3 separate regions of the Mus musculus genome follow, and regions 1 and 2 are each linked to region 3. The links are chromatin contacts, called in public Hi-C and promoter capture Hi-C maps. All regions are on one chromosome and are shown on one strand. Each heading gives the region's core, a stretch centred on a gene start, on an enhancer-like site or on the middle of the called end of the contact. The rest is flanking DNA. Distances are from core to core; before and after follow the strand shown. Region 1 holds the start of Rbm46 (RNA binding motif protein 46). Region 2 has its middle 76 kb from the start of Rbm46. Region 3 has its middle 49 kb from the start of Map9.

Region 1 (2,877 bases), core at 310-2,809, 470 kb after region 3:
GCTGCACTCACACAGGGAAAATTGTTTCAAATCACTGCAAACAAATGTTAAATACTAAACCCAAAAGCGATGTGCTCTTTCAGTTTATGAGAGATACCTATAAATGCTTTCCTGACTAAAGACACTGTCATCTGTAGTGTCATTTGAAGTCTTATTAATTTGAACACAGAAATCACATTTCCCCTTATCTTTTTACCTTACCAACCAACAGATATTAAAGTTAACAGCATTAAAAATTTTTAATTTACACAAATTACTTATTTGCAATCCTTTCTTAACTTCTGGTACCTCTTAAGTTTTCCACCAATGAAAACAATACCACTGAACGCTTAAAGCGTAACTTCACCCATACACAGTTGAATATATATTCTTGGTTTTAATATTTCTTACTTTATAAGGATGTTTGCACCTTACATGAGCTGTTTTATAATTTTGGCATTAATATTTTAAAGTCCAAGACTCTTATATGAAAATTAGCACTTAAAACATGGCCACACGCAGGAAATAAGGCATTAGTTGGTTATTTGGCAAATACAGTGCTAACAAGATCCGAATGTCCTCAGTGGCACAGTTAGTGATTGAGACAATATTTTAAACAGGTATACTTAAAAACAAATCTACCTATCACAGCGCTAAGGTTGATTCTTATGACTACAAAGGAAGTTTCTGAAGCATCTCATTGCCCTAATCCCTTGAAATGAAAACTGCTAGTTATTTAAATTAGCCTATTTCCACATGCATATTCATAAATGATGGGCTGTTACCACCTTGATGCTACCTATAGTGCTTCCTGGTTTTAACCTAATTCTAGAAGGCTAAATGAGGTGCTTTTTCTGAGTCCCCTGGGGTCCCCTTCTCATAAATTCACCAGGAAGCCAGTCCACCAGCATCCACCGGGCCCCTGGACCGGCTCCGTGGTCCTCCCTCACCCCAGGCTGCACTAAGAGTGTTATCCGGCCCGTCGGGCAGTTGGCTCCCGACAACCACTCACGCAGATCCCCTAGGCAGCCCGGCCGCTTCCCAGTCGGGGCGGCGGAAAGTTCGAGGCCCGGCCCCCGCTAGGAACTCTGGGCGGCGCGGCGAGCGGACACAACGGCGACGGGAGGCCAGCGAGGTCGGGAAGCAGCGGCCAGGACCCCGAGGTCCCGGAGCTTCTGCCGACTGGGCAGCCGCGCAGGGAGCCCGAGACCCGAGAGCCGCTGTCGACGGGGCGGCCGCGCAGGGAGCCCGAGACCCCGGAGCCGCTGTCGACGGGGCGGCCGCGCAGGCCAGCCCGCGGACACCGCCCGACGGTGGCGCCCCGGACCCCGCACGAGGGCACCCCCGACTGCGGCCGTTGGCAGCGGTTTGCCGGTCACCCCCGCAGCTCCCATTCCCGCCTCACCCCGTCGGGTCTTCAGAGGCCAGACCTAAAAATCCCTGGACCAACGAGCACAAACCGCCGCCAGAGCTTCGGATCGGCGCTGCGGGCGGAAGCGGTGGTCAGAGGAGTCGCCGCGGGGCCGGACGGGGCAGGGCGTGGCCAGTGGCGCTCGTGCTGTCCTCGCGCCTCGGGGCCACGGGCTCTTCGCCTCAGCCTAGCGTGCCTCACGTGGAGTGGCCCCACCTCGACCAATCAGCGGCCGCCGGTGGGGGCGAGGAGGCGGGACTGAGGCTTGAGGCCGGAGGAGGCACTTGCGACAGGCGAAAGGGACTTGGAGTGGCACGCTCGCTGGCCAATCAGGAGGAGAAAAGCCAGTCTGGGCGAGTGAAGTTTGGCGCGTGGAAGACTTGAAGGCGTTACTAAACAAAAGTTACAAAGTGAACTTGCAGTGCTTCCCTTAAGGGAGATGTAGGTAGGTTGAGAAAGTTCTTTGTCTGGCTGGATGAAGTTTGCAAATCTTGATTGAACGCCTTGTTGGGTGCAAAACAGTCATGGGGACTTTTGTAAATGAGGATGGGAGGGGTGGCCCCTTAATTTCTGATTCCCCTTAAAACAGATATGATGAGACTGGGATCGTAAATAACGTTAACAGAGTTTTAGCCCTTTTATGTTTCTACGTGCCAAAAGCAGTTCCAGGGCATCTTCGTCCGTTCTCACAGGGTTTTTAAAACTAAGTTATAGCATGTTTTACAGACAGGGAAACCGACTCAAGAGAGCTGTGGGCGTTTACACAACGTGTGCATCAAGCGGCTTGTGATATGTTACTATCCCAAAAGGTGCCCCCCAAGGAGAACGCTATGCACAATACCTGGGAGGCGTTGGTAACTCGGAAAGCAGTTATTCCTAAACTCTGCTCTGCACAGTATTTTCCAAACAAGTTGAAAGCCTGAGCCACATCTAATACACTAGTTTGGCTTTGTTTTTAAAGATTTTTTTAACCTCAAAAACTACAAGAGGAAGGTTTGTTAAACATTGTTCGTTTGTTTTGTTTTGTCCAGGAAAGAAAGGTTCTTCACATTCATTTTCATGTCTGAATTTTACAGACTTGATTTTACAGACTAGCTGATTTTAAGCGTCGTTGTAGGAGCCTGTAGAAGCCAGTAGGTGGCGATATTTTATTGTGAGGTGTGAATGAGGTCTTGGAGGTAGCCTGGAGGACTACTTAACATTTCCAGTGTGTTCTCTTTTCACACCCCATCCCCAGTATAAAGGAAACCAAGTGAACAAGAGTTTCATAAAGGTCATTAGAGTGAGGCCTTAGAAACTTGCTTTAGAAAGACAATGTTAAAGACTCAAGTTACAGGGTACATCCTCTCCCTCAAAGTCTTAAAGAAACTGAGCAAATTTTATTAGCAGATGTATTTTTCATTGACTGCTATAAAAGATTTATGCCTTCTGCAACCAAAACATAAAGGAATAGCCTTTATTTCTTAAGTTTCCAAGAAGAGGGCATC
Region 2 (3,012 bases), core at 208-2,707, 390 kb after region 3:
CTTATTGGGAGGCTCTTTGGGATGATCGTGTGCTTCATGGGAAGGACTGGGCAGAGGGGTGGATGGACTGCCAGGCACCAGACAAATCCATTGCTCATGCACTGGGAACTTTGGGGCTAGGAGGATGCCTGGGAGGACTTCAGATAAATGTAAGGAATCAGACCTTTAATTCCATGGTGACAGCTAGCAGAGGGAGTGAATGCTGGAGATCAGGGTGCTTTCTTCAGCCAACAGCAATTCTTGGAGAAGGACTCTATCGACAGCCTTCAGTTGGCACTTTACAGTAGTTGTGGGAATGACAGCTGAGAGCTGGGTTTTGTCCAGCCAAGCAATGCACTTCATCAAGTGGGGCTGGGATGAAAGGCAGCCAGATGTACAAGGAAGATATTTCAATTCCAATCAAAAGAAAAGACAAAGAAGAAAACTTTGGCTTTATGCCTCTTAAAGCAAGGCAATACAAAAGATCCATTTAGATGTGACAAGAAGAGGGAAACGTTATTATCTAAAAATGTACATAAGCCATATACAACAGAGCTTTCCACATTCATAGTGTATTGCCTACCCTTCCTAAGGCAAGAAACTAAGCTCTGGATGCATTGATTAGGTGTAGCTGGAATAGTACAGAACATTTGAAACCAGCTTTGGTTTGTGTCTTTTGTGTCTCTAATGGTGAAACATTTTTTTCCTGTGTGCCATTAAGAACAAGATTAGCTGATGGGCACTGTGGTCATGGGGACTAAGAGGTTCCCCATTTGAGAGAGCATTACAAACTAAGAGGAAGATGCGGGAACTGAAAGGCCACTGGCTTTTAACATTCCTTATAATTTAGAAATTATACTAGATGCATTTTCCTGTTTTCAAAAACCCTTTTAAAATAATACTTATCAGGTGGCAAATACTGAAATAAACATCTTTAAAATATCCTAATCGTGTGTTTCGAATTTCAAAATAAGTTTACTATTTCCAGTGGCACAATGTTGTTTTCTCTTCATTTACAAATTCAATCTAGAGCATTCTTTTCAGAGGATTATGTAAGTCCTAGCAGGCCCTTCGCTGTGCTTGTCATCAGTGGGCACCTCACATGGAGCAGATGGTCAAGTGTAGTCACAGGCAATCTAGCAGTGCCAGGAAAGCCACTCAGTGAGCACAGCTAACTTCAAAGCTTCTGCAGGATGAAAGAAAAAAGGGCTTTAGATGATCTTCCAGCAAAAGATAGTCTTTGCTCTTCAGCCTTTGGGCACAACTTTCATGGAAAGTGGGGTATTGTAGAAACAGTACTAGCATCTAGTCTCATCTGAAGAGTCACTGGGAGCCAATAGCTGAGTGAGGCTGTGAAATGGATCATATCCTGTAGCAGGTTTGTGCCTCCCCATTCCCATCTCTACTGCATGGTCCTGGATGAAGACAGTAGTCAGCCACCCAGTCCTTCCCCATTTGCTCTTGCAATGACATGTAAGTGTGTTGTGTAATTCACTGACATATAAATGACTAGGAAACCAGAACAGGGCAGGGACAACCACCGGTGTATGTTCCAATCTACATCTTGAGCTAGTCACTTTATCTCTCAGTGTCCTCGTCCATAAAAATGAAGATAATACAACGCATCAAAATGCTTGTAAAGTTCCAGGTTGTGCCTGGAAAACATAGAACATGGAATAAACTATCAACCCAAGGCAGCTATCACTTGATTTATCACTGTCCCAGAGAATGTGGTCAAAGTTCAAGTACATTGTCATCCTCAAGAGATCATAGGTTCTTAGAAGGAGTGGTGGGATTGTGATGTTCTTCAGAACCATGGGAGGTGTTTTGACTGATGATATGGCATTTCTAATACAGTTGTGAATTACAGGGAACTGATTCTGAGAGTAACTGGCTCCTCCCTTTAACTTAAGTACTTATTAAGTGATAAATATCACATCATCTTTGGGACCAACACTAATCCTAATTTTAGGAAAGACTCCATCATGCTGACTATAGATAAGTGCCATTCACATCTTCATAGGACTCAAACTTTCTAGATGTATAAAAAAGAAAAATTTAAATAGCACAGAATGTCGGCAGGGAGATGTAAAAGACACTAGCTTTTCTGCATTAGCCTCTCAATCTGATGATCTGTATTGTATATTTGTATATTTTATACTGATTGTTTTACTTTTTTATAAATTATGTCACTGGTGTTATTTCAAATGTTTTCATTACAGCCCAAGTTATCATTGATTAAGCACCTTTCCAGTGGTTTATATTGAAGTTGGCTACATTTTCCCAGTAAGGATAGGATTTGGTGCCACACCATCTTATACACAAACTCACAAAGAGGAAAGGAATGTGGGATTGCGGCATGCTGCTAGCACAAAGCCCCTCACTTCAGGGCCATAAGATCCAGGCACTGAGTCCTAGGCACAGTATAGGTCTGATCAAGCCCAGGTCACCCAACTGCAGAGCAGGGGCTGCTCATTCAAAGACTCGTTTACTCGGTGGACATACCAGGACTCGATGCAGTGCTCTGTCATTAGAGGTGGCCTTTGGTGGGCTCTATCACTGCTCTCCAAGGACCAAGTAAAATAACTATCCAATGTGACTTTTTCCCCTTTATCTGGGGCCCCAGTTAAAGGGGTTCTCCCTGGGTAACATGACTGGTATTGGTTCTGGATGGAAGAAGCAACTTTGCCACAGCATCTACACATGAGTTGTCCATCTGCTAGCTGCATTTTCTCATCCTAAAAGTCTAGACCCCAAGGATGCACATTTCTCTATCCTGAGCAAGACTCTCAAAATTAGCATGGATCATAACAATTCTCTCTCTCTCACACACACACACAAAAGACAGCGTCATACTTAACAATTTCACAAGTCATGAGTCCCTGTGCATTTTACCTAGGCAAATTCAATTAAACGCAATGTGCAGAAAGTATGAGGGGGAACAACATAAATAGAGGGGCACATCTGGTAATCTAAAAATCAAACCTGTACTGTGAGTGCTTAAAGCAATCAAGCCTGAAACAGTAACTACAT
Region 3 (3,197 bases), core at 210-2,709:
CTTATAGTGCTTAATACAAAATAGTTGAGAATTGCAATACTGAAATCTGATCTAAGGTTGTAATGTTATAACATTTGTATGTGAATGAAATTATGCTAGATAAATAATTTGGAAGGTTTTCCATACTTTTTTGGTGCATTCAAGACTTAGTATTTTCCTTCTCTGAGTGTGCTCAGAAGCAGGTGTGAGTCTGACGGAATTTCCATCCCAGAGGGTTAACTGTTACGGACTGACTGCTGCAGGTTTAACCAGTGGTGTTACTTAATGCTGGGCCATTTGAGATGTCACAAACTTAGAAGCTGTCACAAGAGTGGGGCCACAGAATGGGACTGATGTCTGCAGACACTAAAGGTGACTCCCTTTTTCCCTTATGAAGGAGGACACAGTAAGAGGGTGGCTTTCTGCAACCAAGGAAGAAATCCCTCACAGAAGACAACCATGCCTGCATCATGATCATACTTAGTTCTTGGACTCATGAACTATCACAAAGTAAGCTTAAATTGTGTTGGATTATTCTAAGATAACCTGATCGGTGGTGGTTTGTTCATTTTAGATTTTGTTTTTCCTTCCTTCCTTCCTTCCTTCCTTCCTTCCTTCCAAACAAACAAACAAACAAACAAACAAACAAAAGTCTCCTAGTATGCAAGCCCAATAATACACGTGGCTTTATGTTCATTCCATTGTTCTATTTGTCTGAGCCAGACAACATTGTTAAAAAGCATAGATGTTAAGGCACATAAATAAGGAATGTTTTCTTAATTCATATATTAGATTTTTCGTCTTCCATTTGCTAAACTAGAGAACTCAGAGGTACACAGATGTTCTTGTCCGTCATCCATATATACCATATTTTCCTGAGATGCACACAGATGTTCTTGTCCGTCATCCATATATACCATATTTTCCTGAGATGCTTTATATTCTTTCCTATTACATATTATCCTCTGCCTTTCTCATTCATGCTCTGTGGGCCATCCATCGCTCTGTTGAAGGCAGTGTGCCTGTTCTATTCTCAGGATGACTCCTCCTGTCGCGTTCTGCTTTGGTATTGGCTCACTGGGATCTCTGACTCTATAGTTCCATGTCCTTTTGCGTTGCTTCCATATCTCACCTCACATGTTTAAAACTCTGCTTCATGGTTTGTTGTTGTTAATTTTATTGTGGCTTATATTCACTATGTCATAGGCTGACAATCCAATGGAGAAAACTTTTCTTATTTCTACCTTTTTTTCCCTCCATTTTAGAACTGGTAGTGGTTGTTTATACTTATTATTTCCATTTTGAATGATCTAAGTCAATCCTGACTAATTTATTTTTGGAAACATATTTAGAAAAAACTATCCAATATAGCAAAGCTGGCAGAATTTTAGCCTGATTCCCTGAGCTGCCTTTTCTGCTGTAAAGTAGTACATATGTGTATGAGTTTTTCTGGCACGTTATCTCACCACCCACGGAGACTGGCATCTGTGAACTGCTTGCCGAGCCCAGCATCTCTGCACTTCTCTGCCATCTCCACAGCACTTCTGCCATCTGACAGTTTACATTTTCTCTCTGAAAGGAAAATTGCCTATTACTATAGAGAGCCACACAGTCTTGGGTAAGGATCTCACTGTTGACAGATGCACCTTGTTATAGCAAGCTGCTTTAGTGCTAAAGGTTCTAACCTCCAAGTATACTGCTCCTAGGGAAATGAAAGCATCTCAGCAGATTATGTAGACTCTGCAGTGGCAAGAAATCAGATGGCACAGAGAGTGCTCTGTCTGCGTATGTCAATGTGACTGTGGGAGATTTTTCTCCTGAATTATTGCTTGGGCCCAGATGTCTCCCCTTGTCATCAGAATACAATTTTATATTTCTAAACAAATTTGTTTTTGTACTGCAGAGCTTCCCCTCTCCTTCAAATCTAGCCCCTAACCATCACCCCCAGCTTTGGGGTAGCCCCCTGCTATGGCCTCTCCTCACTCTCTGTTCCCATTTCTAGGAAACTGAGCAGATCATGATGGAAATCCTGCTTTTTATCTCACCTGTGGACCTCCCCCAACCCAGAACGGCACCTCCCTGCCCATTCTTATTTCTCAATGTTAACTTGAATATTTAGAAACATGGTTTTATTTTTCTATCTCATTACATTTTTATTTCCTTTGATTTTTTTTCTGTAAGAAAAGAAAAGGGGGTGAGGCAGTGCATTAAAATACACTTTCAAATAGAGAGAAGAAAAAGGAGACTTAGCTGGATCTGACATGCTCAGAACATATGAATCCAGACCCAATTAAAAAGGACGTCAACATTACTTACAAGAAGGATTAGATGAGAAAAGGCAAAGTGAGATGCTTAAAGGTATTTTAGAAACATGTTTTAACCAGAAGCCCCAGCAGACACACTTGTCAGGATCCCAGAGGAATTACCTGCCAGGTAACACATAGCCACCACAGCCTTTTAAGAACCAGAGAGGGCAATAAAAATCAAGAATAAAAACCCCACCTACCCAAGAAAGTCAAGACTATATATTAGCACCTAGAATTACCATCTTCCCAAGGCCAGACACTGAGACACCAGCATAAGAACTCAACTATTAACAGTCAGGATATTAAGTCTCCACTAGAGGACACAATCTTCCCGCAGCAGGCCCTGAGAGCTGCAACCTAACTGAATAACAAGACAAATATGTTAAAACAGCCCTTTATGAATGTGGCTGAGGTCCTTAAAGAGGAAATGAATAAGTCCTTCTAAGCAAACACAGTCGAAGGAAATGAACAGAACAGTTCAAAACCTGAAAGTAGAAGTAGAGTCAATAAAGAAAACCCAAACTTTTGGAAATATGGACATGCAAATTTTAGGAACTCGAATAAGAGTTGGCTATCCTTAACAACAGAAAACAAGAGATGCAAGTGAGAATCTCAGACATTGAAGGTACAGTAGGAGAAATGGAGAACTCAGTCAGGGAAGTTGTTAAATCTAAAAATCCTGTCAAAAACCATTTTGAATACATAGGACTCTGGTGGGGTGGGGGGTAAATCTAAGAATAATAGGTATATACAAAGGAGAAAAAACACAGATCGAAGGCACACAAAAAAAAAATCTTCAACAAAATTATAGAATAAAATATCCCTAATCTAAAAAGGAAATACCTATCAAGATACAGGAAGCATATAGAATACCAAATGAACTGGACCAGAAAAGAACATCTCCTCGGTACC

The links. Promoter capture Hi-C pulls out the DNA fragments that hold promoters and counts their contacts. Hi-C and Micro-C count contacts between places; a contact is called where the count stands out from the background.
Region 1: a promoter capture Hi-C map of hippocampal neurons shows a contact between it and region 3, with 9 times the contacts expected there. The contact joins the promoter of Rbm46 here to the enhancer-like site in region 3. A contact is called at or near these places in 5 of 39 promoter capture datasets (cranial neural crest, embryonic stem cells, hippocampal neurons and 2 more), 4 of 484 Hi-C or Micro-C datasets (embryonic fibroblasts, forebrain neurons and nephron progenitors), 3 of 115 datasets of contacts at active chromatin or transcription factors (embryonic basal ganglia, embryonic forebrain and forebrain) and 2 of 9 other capture datasets (liver and pancreatic islet).
Region 2: a Hi-C map of cerebellar granule neurons shows a contact between it and region 3, with 1.6 times the contacts expected there. The contact joins two enhancer-like sites. A contact is called at or near these places in 2 of 484 Hi-C or Micro-C datasets (the N1E-115 cell line and cerebellar granule neurons).

What each region holds. Positions count from the first base shown.
Region 1 is chr3:82,874,924-82,877,800 of GRCm38.p6, forward strand. It overlaps Rbm46 (RNA binding motif protein 46), which reads right to left and starts at 1,560. Exons shown (of 6, transcript NM_001277170.1): 1 at 1,385-1,560. It overlaps Rbm46os (RNA binding motif protein 46, opposite strand), which reads left to right and starts at 1,782. Exons shown (of 4, transcript NR_040382.1): 1 at 1,782-1,835.
Region 2 is chr3:82,799,189-82,802,200 of GRCm38.p6, forward strand. No RefSeq gene overlaps it. Among named protein-coding and RNA genes, the nearest start is that of Rbm46, 76 kb to the right of the region's middle. Within about 2 kb of position 1,458, at least 15 of the 459 cell types and tissues checked have an H3K27ac peak or open chromatin away from gene starts, as enhancers often do. A contact at or near this core is called in cerebellar granule neurons, where this site is marked.
Region 3 is chr3:82,405,007-82,408,203 of GRCm38.p6, forward strand. No RefSeq gene overlaps it. Among named protein-coding and RNA genes, the nearest start is that of Map9, 49 kb to the left of the region's middle. Within about 2 kb of position 1,460, at least 26 of the 459 cell types and tissues checked have an H3K27ac peak or open chromatin away from gene starts, as enhancers often do. A contact at or near this core is called in cerebellar granule neurons, embryonic basal ganglia and hippocampal neurons, where this site is marked.